Regions from separate parts of the Sus scrofa genome. Here region 2 is linked to region 1. A link is a contact called in public HiChIP or PLAC-seq data. All regions are on one chromosome and are shown on one strand. Each heading gives the region's core, a stretch centred on a gene start, on an enhancer-like site or on the middle of the called end of the contact. The rest is flanking DNA. Distances are from core to core; before and after follow the strand shown.

Region 1 (5,029 bases), core at 869-3,368:
GTTTTAGCTTTATAATTATGTAAATTAATGACTGATGAAGAAGGTGTGAGTCCAAGTGCTCTGGGTTGGCCTTGGTCGTCCAAGCCTACTGGCACCTGCCTTAACAGAAACTGCCCTGCCTGGGGTAGAGTTTCCCCCGGGCCAGATTGAGTACCCTGGAGGGTACAGGGAGGGGAGACCATTCCTTTATGACCATCTGGTAAGGGCGACCATCTGGAAAGAGCTGAATCAGCCACCCTAGGAGGACTGGTAGAAGCCTTAGCACCGCCTGCAGGAAGAGCCCCGTCAGAAGTCACGGGAACTTCAAGAGGTGCTGAGGGAGGGGCTACCGGAAGAGGTGCGGAGAGAGGGGCTATGGGAAGAGGTGGTGCTGAGGGATGGGCTACCGCACCAGGCGCCCGCAGAGGCAGTACTGGAACACCTTCAGGCTTTGACTCGGGTAAAACGGGCTTTTTCTGAGGTTCAACCTTCTGAACCATCATTTTAAAGGTCATATGCAAATTTATCCTCTTATATAAAGACATAAATGATTCTACATATGGAATTTCGCCCCATTTTTTCTCTCTCTTACAAAATGAGTCCAACTGTGTAATAGTATTATAGTTCAAAGACCCATTCTTGGGCCATTTTTCCCCAGATTCCAATTGATATTTGGGCCAGACATGGTTACAAAAGGAAATCATTTTCTTCTTTTTCATAGACTTAGAGCTATACAGTGACCAACCTTGAAGAACACTTTTCAAGGGACTGCCGTCAGGTATACTGTCATAATTCCCCATTTTGAAAGGGTTTTTTTCTCAGGATGACCACAGCAAAATGACATAAAACAGATATATTAGAAGTGTGGCTGTGGTCATCCAATAGTTAACCCCAATTCCTAATAAACAAAATAGTTAGACAAATCCAAAGGCCTGGGACTCTAAACCCGATCTTTTGAGTACCTCAGCCGCTGTAACCTTTTATACTGTCTCCCTTAGACAGTATAGGGATTGTGAGTCTAACCCACAATCCTGGTGAAATTATATTAAACAATTTAGGCACAAGCGCAGTTAAACGAGGTTACTCACCCAAAAGATCCAGGAGCTGTTTCTTTCCCCAAAAGTGAGTAACGTAGAGAAGCCTGGAGCGCCGCAGCGGCGGGAAGCAGGAACCCGACAGCCAAGCCTCTAGACAAATTCAGTCTAGGTGGCCACTCAGGGTCGGTGGCGAGGGCCTACACCCAGCCGGGGGCTACAGTGCCTCAGACAGGCGATCGCAAGACCTTGGTCCCTTCACCGTCGCCAGAAATTCTTACCAGAACGGACCATGTTCACTGCCTGGCGCCCTTAGAAGCCAATACTACGGCACCAACTTTTGAGAAAAGAAAGAGCTTTATTGCGAGGTAGCAATAAGGAGGCAGGAGGCAGGGCTCAAATCTGTCTCCCCCGTCCCAGCCAGGGTTTGGGGCAAAATTTAAGGGTTAGGGAAATTTCAAAGTTGGCACAAGTTGATTGGCTAGTTTTCAAAGCAGTCCATATATGGTAAGCAAGGTACGGTGGGGGGCTGGAAACCGGATTTTCCTCCACAAAAGACTTCTTGCTACGCCTGGTAAAGGATTCCGGGGGCAACATTTCTATTTGAGTTCCCTAAACTGAAGATTCTTAGTTCCGGGGTCCTCCTGGAAACAAGAGTTCCCATCTCGCACATGAGCAGTGCTGCCTCTATAAAATACCTCAAAGTCTGATTAATCAACAACCTATTTAAGGAGTCAAAACCAGTTTAAACTGGACAGTGTTATGTCCGCTATTTCACTTTGTCGAGGTATACATATGTTTTCAAAATTTTGGAAAAAACCATAATCTGCAGCTTAGGAAACTACACCTTAAAAGAAAAAAAAGAGTAATTTCCTGCCCTTGGAAAAGATGGTTCTAAAGAACACACTTCCCATACTAAAGAGGATGACTTCACAGGGACTCCCATTCGGCAAGAGAAATGACACATTGCCCTTAAGAAAAATGGCAACTTTATGCTTTCCCTTTTCCAAGATGGCTTCCTTGACGTTCCTGGGCCTTGGCCTGGAGCCTCTTCCGGGCTTGACAGGGGGCGGGGTTCATTGAGCAAAGCCCTGCGTGCCGGCGCCCGCGACCAAGGCGCGCTTCAGGACGCAGGCGCGGGGAGGGGGTGGGGGAGGAGGGAAAGCGGCGAGTAAGATGGAAGATGAGGAGGTCGCTGAGAGCTGGGAGGAGGCGGCAGACAGCGGGGTAAGGAGGAGCCGCCGCCCCGGGGCTGGGCCGGGCGGGACCTGGCGTGAGGAAAGCCTCGGGGGAGCGGGTCTGGGGATGGTTCTCCCTGAGGAAGGGCCCCACACGCCGGGCCGGGGGTGAAGGAGAGGCCCCCGGTTCCTGAGCTCGGTGAAGGCCTCTTAAAGGGGCCACGTTCCATTTCTCCCTGCACTTTTGCCTGGTGCTCTTCCTTCCACTCCCTACTCCCTACCGGCGTGCGCGTCATCCGGGGCGCCCCACCCGCCACTAGGACCTCTTTTCCTGGCGCCCGCTAGCCCGCCCCAGGCGCCTTTGACCCGACTCCTCTTTTCCCTGTCGGTCCCCTGTGCAAAGCACCATTTTAAAGTTCATGTGCTCCGACTAGGAGCGACACACCACTTGGCGGGGGCGGGGGGTGGGGGGAGGGAATGCGCGGACCCAGGAGGCAAATCTGGCCCCGGAGAAGAGCAAGAGGAAATCGAGTCATTTCTGGGCATGCTAAAATCCCCCACCGCTTTGCGTCATCCGCCACGGTGGGCGAGTCTGGGTTTTTCCTCTTTTAATTTTACTGAGCGCTCTGGCAGGCTGGTCTCCCGGGGACCCTGCCGGAACAACCGAAAGCCTAGCGGCCAGCCTTTCTCCCCGAGGCGCACCCAACGATCCGATCACCGGGGAAGGGTCTCGCAGAGTGATTGCCGGGGTCGAGGGGGGAGGGGTGTGATATGTAAAGTAGCTGCATTCCTGGGAAGGGAGGGGAGAAATGGACCGTTCGACTTTGCTTTTCGGAGTTTTGTTTGCCTCCACAAGCTGTAGGAAACATACTCTGTTTCAAGCCGGAATAGTCAGTTCTATTAGGTTCGCGTTTAATTTGGTTTTCTCAGAGTTTGCGGTTCTGTGGTGATCCTTGTGAAGGTGGGGAGATGTCTTTTTGGTTTTGTCCTCCTCGTGTTCATTGTTCAGTTCTGGCTCGAGTGACATCCACCTTGAAGGTTTATGTGTCGGGAGTAGGGCGTGGAGAGCCGAGTGTTACCGGAATAGAACAACAGAAGGTGGGTTTTGTTTTTGTTTTTTTCATCAAGCTCCTTTGAGGGTGCTTGTCAGCGCTTGAAGAGACCAAGAAATGGATGCACTCCCTTAACATTCCCTTAATGTTGAAATTTTGACTTTGAAGTTTTTGCTGGTGGTGGTTCAAGCATTTCTCTCAAGGTGTTTTTTTCCCCACTTAGCATGATTGAGGATTTGAAGAATTGATTTCGTTCAGGAGGTATTTTGTATAGTTCTTACGGGCCAGCCATCTTTCTTGGATTTGTGGCTTGAGTAGGGAGAGCAATCGAAAGATTTTATAGAGGGCAACAGGTGTCAGCTAGGTATTTTTCAATCAACAAACATTTAGGAGGTCTGCCATGTGCTAGACAGAGTGCTTAGCAGTAATTTTGTGCTAGAGAATTCACAATCTCTGCCAGAGGCGTTTATTGGCGCCTGCCACAGGTGTGAGTGAATCATTCAGGACCCTTCATGCTGCTCCCTGCAAAAAAGTTTGGTTTACAGTTGGAATGACTCAAATGATAAGTTTCTTGAGCATCTTGTCCTTTCTTTGTTTTTTTCTCACTTGTTTCAAAGGGACATAAGTTTCTGACATTAAAGAAGAAGAAAATGAGAAGAACAAAAATGAATGTAGGGTTCAGAAACTGAGGATTGCTTTAGTTTTTCAGAACAGGTAAGCTGCTTAAAGAACAGCTAGCCCACTCCCGCACTTTATAGCTAAATGGACACCAGAGATGTAAGATTTAACCTCAAATATTCTGTAAATAGTCTTTTTGCTTTTAGTATGACAGACACTTACCTGATATAAAATTGCCCCCTTTACCTGTTCTCCCAAGGAGATACATCTTCAATCAAAGGACAATTCAAAAAAATATAACTTGCATTCCATCAAGGAAATGCTTCTTTTTTGTGTGTGTGTTTTTGGTTTTTTAGGGCTACACCCACGGCATATGGAGTTCCCAGGCTAGTGGTCTAATCTGGAGCTGTAGCCGCCAGCCTACACCACAGCAACAGCAGCATGGGATCTGAGCCAGGTCTGTGACCCACACCACAACTCAGGGCAATGCTGGATCCTTAACCCACTGAGCAAAGCCAGGGATCGAACCCGCAACCTCATGGTTCCTAGTCATATTCATTTCTGCTGCACCATGAAGGGAACTCCAAGGAAATGCGTCTTTCAAAATAATACTGCCTTTGGGAGAAATGAAAATGTCGAATTGAGTTAATGTCGATTCAAACTCTAAATGGTGTCCTTTGTCTTAAGCACATCTCAAGGGACAAATAGAACATTGTGTTTTTGTTGTGTTTTATTAAAGTATAATTCCTTTGCAGTGTTCTGTCAATTTCTGCTGTACAGCAAAGTGACCCAGTCCAAATAGCACATTTTGTAATTGGAAGATATCTTTGTACTTCCTCCAAAATCAGATCAATAATTTGTTCAATTTTTTTGGCCGCATGCGGAAATTCCCTAGGTCAGGGATGGGACCTGTACCATAGCAGCCATCCCAGCCGCTACAGTGACAATACCAGACCCTTATCCCATCACACCACAGGGAAGCGCCATTAGTTTGCTCCGTTTTTTTGTTTTTTGTTTTTCTTTCCCATTTTTTGGGCTGCTCCCACGGCCAGGGATCAAATCCGAGCTGGAGCTGCAGTCTACACCACAGCTGCAGCAGTGCCGGATCCTTAACCCACTACACCACAGTGGGAATTCCCAATTTGCTCAATTTGAAAAGGACCCGTAT
Region 2 (5,247 bases), core at 660-3,159, 68 kb after region 1:
GCAAACATGGCCAGCCATGTGCCAAGTTCCCTCAGGGCAGGGGAAGCAGAACCCTTATAGAGGGGAAAAAGGAAGTCCGGGAAAAGAGGGCTACAGTAAACACACTTCATGACTTCATTGGCTGAGTCCTTGCTGGGGAAGAGGGGGAATCTTTCCTCTTCCTGTTAGATTCTATTATCATCTCAAGGGGTGAGAACTCCCCATTCTGGTCTCTTGACTCTATTTAATGGAAGTTTCTGTTTATTAACTCTTTCACACCATAGGATGGAATAACGTTCGGCCTTTAAAGTGAATGAAATTCTGATACAGGCTACAGCACGGATAAACCTTGAAAACAATTAAACTAAGTGAAATAATCAGACTCAAAGGACAAATACTGCATGATTCTAAGTATATGAAGTATTTGGAACAGGCAAATTCATATACAGGAAGTAAAACAGATTCCCAGAGGCTGGGGGTAGCAGGAAAAATGAGGTTTTTTGCTTAATGGGTATAGGGTGTCCGTCTGGGATGATGAAAAGTTCTGGAAATAGACAGTAGTGATAGTTATATCACATTGTGAATGTACTTAATTTTGCTGAATTAGACACTTAAAATGGTTAAATGGTAGTTTGTTATTTTTGTTTGTTTGTTTTTTGCTTTTCAGGGCTGCACCTGCAGCATATAGAAGTTTCCAAGCTAGGGGTCCAATCAGAGCTGCAGCTGCCGGCCTACACCACAGCCACAGCAAAGCCAGATCTGAACTGCCTCTGTGACCTACACCACAGCTCACAGCAAGGCCAGATCCTTAACCCACTGAGCAAGGCCAGGGATCGAACCCACATCCTCATACATACCAGTCAAGTTCGTTACTGCTGGGCCACGATGGGAACTCCAAGGTTATGTATATTTTATCACAATAGTTTTTTAAAACTTAAGACAATAGACCAATCCTGTAATAAACAGCTTACCTAGAGTGAGTAAAAAGGGCAGGGGGAGAGAGAGAGTAGAGGGAAGAAAGAGATGGAGAAAATTTGGGAGCATTCAGTGAACCAAAGATTTGCGATCAGCTGTGCCTCACATAGGATCTGGCATATTATAAGCACTGAATTATATACTTGTGTAATGAATGAGAGAATTGTAAAGGATGATACAGGATTTTGAGAATTTGACTCTGATTAGACATTGTATCTCCTATCACATTCTGTGAGAAATCCAAGTTAAGACCAAGATACTTTTTTTGTTTGTTTGTTTGCTTTTCAGGACTGCACTCACGGCATATGGAAGTTTCCACGCTAGGGGTCGAATTGGAGCTGCAGCTGCCAGTCTACACCACAGCCACAGCAACGCAGGATCCGAGCCACGTCTGCAACCTATGCCACAGGTCATGGCAACGCCAGATCCTTAACCCACTGGGCAAAACCAGGGATCAAACCTGCATCCTCCTGGATACTAGTCCATTTCTTTACCTCTAAGCCACAATGAGAACTCCCTCACATATGGGCTAGGATAAGGGTGGCAGAGTAGGGACATTGCACTTTGCTGGTGGGTCAGGTAAGGATTTTTCTAGAAGAAAGAGCCTCAATCATGTTTTACAGGGTCAGATGATGGGAGGACATCCAGGAAGAGCAGAAGGAAGCAAAGTCTGGGAGAACCCAGAGGTGTTAGGGTGAGCTGTCTAGGTAGCTACAGCTTTGAATCTCAACCAACTGGACGCTAGGTTGGAGGTGATAGGGATGACAATGAGACAACGGATTGCAGTGGGTTCTGTATTGAATTTTCTCTGCAGTCCTCCAGACAGCCCTTGTCTTCTTGTGATAGATGCCTGTGTCTGTCCGCCGCATGTCTTGAGCCAGGGCCTCCAGCAGAGGGCGCGCGGGCGACGAACCGCTGAGGTGCACGAACTGCCTCTCTAGCCCGAGGCGGGTCATAGAGTCGCGCGGCTTCCTCCCCGCCGCGGGGAAGGAGCCGGAAGTCCCGCGGTCTCCCGGCGTCGAGATGGAGGAAGGAGGCTACGAGTCGGTTCTCTGTGTCAAGCCTGAGGTGCACGTCTACCGCATCCCGCCGCGGGCCACCAACCGTGGTTACAGGTGACCACCCGCCGCCGGGCCAGGCTGGTCACAGCCTAACCCCATCCCTGCCTCCCCGACACGCCCCCCTATGGGAGCTGAGGAAGTTCCAGGCTATTGGGAGGAGGGGGGAAGTAATGCTGAGGTTTCTTCCAGTTCGAGGCCAGAGCAGGGAGGGGGACCCAGACTTTTCGGCTGTCTCAGTCCGACGCACGGGGCTCCCGGCCGTGGGGAAGGCATGAAAGCCGTGTCTAGCGCTGGGGGACGCCGGTGGGCTGTTGGGGCCCCTAAACGTGGTCAGGAGTGGTGGTGTCATAGACGTTTATTTTCCAGCGCTGATGGCCTTGAAGGGATCCCTGAAAAGGCTTAAGAGGGAGGGGCCCCATCCGTGGCAGAAACCCCGAGGGGAAGGAAGGGAGCCCCGAACCGCCCCAAGGACCCGTCCCGGAGAGCTGACGTTGAAAGCCCAAGGACTCTTCCTTGGCGCGAAGCCCAGCCGTTATCACAGCCTGTGGCACTTGGGAGGAATCCATCCACATTTGTCTGGTGAAATGTTCACCTGAGCCAAATCAATACATAAGTATTTGTGGATGTAGGGTATGTGGCAGGGAAGACAGGAAACTGGCCCAAGGAGAACAACAGGGGTGGGGCGGGGGTGGGGGTGGAAGGAGACGTCCTTTCCTTGTTTACCTTTTTGTGTTGTTTACATGTTGTCACCATGTATCAAAAGAAGAAAAATATTAAAAGAAAAAAAGATGTACCTGATACAGACAACCCGGTCTATGGCTATTTTGTGCCACTGGGAGTGGGGCGGGGTGGGAGGGAGGTGGTGGATGGGGTTCTTGAAGACAGTGTTTGTCCAAGTTATTTGGAAAGACCGGATTGGCCTGTGCCACAACGACCATGGAGTGTCCACCTACCTGGCCTCTCATTACTTTCCAGTTGTGTTAACACGGGCTCATACTGATTTTATGGTGAACAGACGTGTTCTTGAAGACCTTTGGCATCCACGACATAGTTTAAAAATATGAAAGCAACGGTAGCAACAACAACAAACGCGTATTTGCTTTCTGTCGTCAAACGGGATATGGGCCACCAAACCAGGGATGGTCGTCTACCCCCCATCCCCTTCCTTAGGATGAGTTTGGTCCTTCTTGGTCCCCCAGGGATCAAAGTTACCAAATGTTAGGGCTGGCCATGTTGACTTAGAGGACACTGCCAGCCCCTGCACTTCAGCCTTAGAGCTCTGCCCCCCTTGAGTCTAAGGCCTCTTGCCCCGGGAAGAGGAACTGAAACTGAGTCTGCTGACTTGTGAGTCGAGCCTCTGCGTTTGTGTGGACTTCAAAACAACCTGCGTCCACAGTATGGTGTCTTTCCGAGTCCTGGCATATGCTTAGGGACTTCCAAGAAAAGCCTCTTGGAAACACCCGAGGTTTTTGCTCTTTGGGGGCTTTACTGAGCTCCTTCTTAGAACTAAAATGTCACGTTTATGCTTTAAAGGAGCCAAAAGGGGCCATTGTGATCGGTCCATGGTTTCCTTGGTTTATTTCTTCTTGGGATACCTTTGAGAATATGTTTCTTGAACACTCATTCACTTTGCTCATATGTCCTGTTGCTCTCTTCTCTCTTTTCTTCCACAGTGGTCTCAGTGGTCCCAAAAGATCACTCTGACCACCACAGCCTGACAGAGTCTTAAACAAATCATGTGTCCCAGTAGCTGCTTGCTTTACAGAAGGAAAACTGGAATCCTGCTCCAGAGAAGGTCTCTATAATCTAGAATTGGGGTTGGCAAACGATGACCCACTGTGGTTTTTTTTGGCTCACAAGCTAAGAATGATTTTTGCAATTCAGACTGTCCGTAAAGTTTCACTGAAACATAGTCATGCTCCGTAGAAAATATTTGGTTAAAATACTTAAAGCATCGACAGTTTCATGCACTGTCACGGCTTTCCCTCTGCAGCAGCAGAGTGAGTAGCTGGGACAGAGATCGTGTAAAAGTTTGCCAGCCCCTGGTCTAGAGCAGGCAGCCCGCATGCCCTTCCCATTCCCGTCCCCAGCAGGAGCCTCTGGCAGAGGCACAATGGCTTTTGTCCCTGTAGGGCTTCGGAGTGGCAGCTGGACCAGCCATCATGGAGTGGCCGGCTGCGGATCACTGCAAAAGGGCAGGTGGCCTACATCAAGCTCGAGGACAGGACCTCAGGTAAAGGCAAGGGAGGCCTGCGAGGAGGGGCTGAGGTCTCAGACCTCCCACTTTGTGAAGGGAGAGGCAGCCCAGGCCTGGCCAGGCCAAGCCACCCAGGGACCGTGGGACCCTGTCCTGAAATTCAAAGGCCTGGGTGTCCTTATAAGCCACCTCCATTCCCCCGACCTTCAGTTTAAAAGGGAGTATTTCCTGTCAGGCACATGTTCTTTGGATGTCCTTAAGAAAATACTAATTTTGGAGGCCAGGGAGAAAAGACCTGCGGGTTGGTCCACATAGGAAGCCCTGGAAGATAAGCTGGGTGAAGACGCCCAGCCCCCTGCTGCTGAGCTCAGCTTCTTCCTCGGGAATCCTGCTTATCGGCTAACTGGTAACTTCCCAGACTGACCACACCTATTAACTGAAAGAGCTGGAAACTGCCCTCTCAGCTCTTTTGTGGTGAGAGAAGCCAAGATGGGCTGTGCTGGGGTCAGCTGGCAGTTGTCACCTTTGGTGAAATCGCTCCGGAAGTCCTGCAGCCCCAGTGCCTCTGGGTGAGTGGAGGGCAACATGGTCTGCGGTAGCCCCGATCCCCCTGCCCACACACACACATGCCCACCCAGAGCAGGGATTGGTGCGGTAAGATGTCCCAGCTTTCAGTCATTTATTTTTTCTAATGTGTAGAGATTTTCCTTTGTGGAGCAAATAAAGTGGAACTGCAGAGGCGTGGGCAAAACTGGCTGCCTCTTCTCAGAGTGGCATCTCGTGTCTGAGCTGTGGGACCTTGGGCAAGCCACATGACCTCTGGCACCTTGGCCTCCTTGTTGGTGAAGTGGGGATCACATGAGCTTCTGCTTCACAAGATTGTTGGAAATACAAAGCAAGCATGTATTTATCCACATGCTTTGTCACCAAATGCAAGATGACCCAGAGTGTTGATTTGTTTTGAGCACGATTGAGCATTGGTGGCAAAGGAGTTTGAAGGGACAGCTGCTGTGGCTAGGCCAGAGAACTCTGTGA

The links. HiChIP or PLAC-seq counts read pairs in DNA pulled down with a chosen protein or histone mark.
Region 2: a contact with region 1 is called in an H3K27ac HiChIP or PLAC-seq map of alveolar macrophages. The contact joins the promoter of SPATA21 here to the promoter of SZRD1 in region 1. A contact is called at or near these places in 2 of 47 Hi-C or Micro-C datasets (blood and embryonic fibroblasts) and 2 of 2 datasets of contacts at active chromatin or transcription factors (alveolar macrophages and skeletal muscle).

Annotation. Positions count from the first base shown.
Region 1 is chr6:75,457,006-75,462,034 of Sscrofa11.1, forward strand. It overlaps SZRD1 (SUZ domain-containing protein 1), which reads left to right and starts at 2,119. Exons shown (of 4, transcript XM_005665044.3): 1 at 2,119-2,240. The coding sequence starts at 2,190. LOC100522143 (a long non-coding RNA gene) reads right to left here and starts at 1,952. Exons shown (of 2, transcript XR_303959.3): 1 at 1,068-1,952. It overlaps LOC110255192 (a long non-coding RNA gene), which reads left to right and starts at 2,697. Exons shown (of 2, transcript XR_002344914.1): 1 at 2,697-2,773.
Region 2 is chr6:75,525,266-75,530,512 of Sscrofa11.1, forward strand. It overlaps SPATA21 (spermatogenesis-associated protein 21), which reads right to left and starts at 1,910. Exons shown (of 11, transcript XM_021097598.1): 1 at 1,779-1,910. The coding sequence starts at 1,910. It overlaps NECAP2 (adaptin ear-binding coat-associated protein 2), which reads left to right and starts at 1,806. Exons shown (of 8, transcript XM_021095419.1): 1 at 1,806-2,069; 2 at 4,148-4,248. The coding sequence starts at 1,978.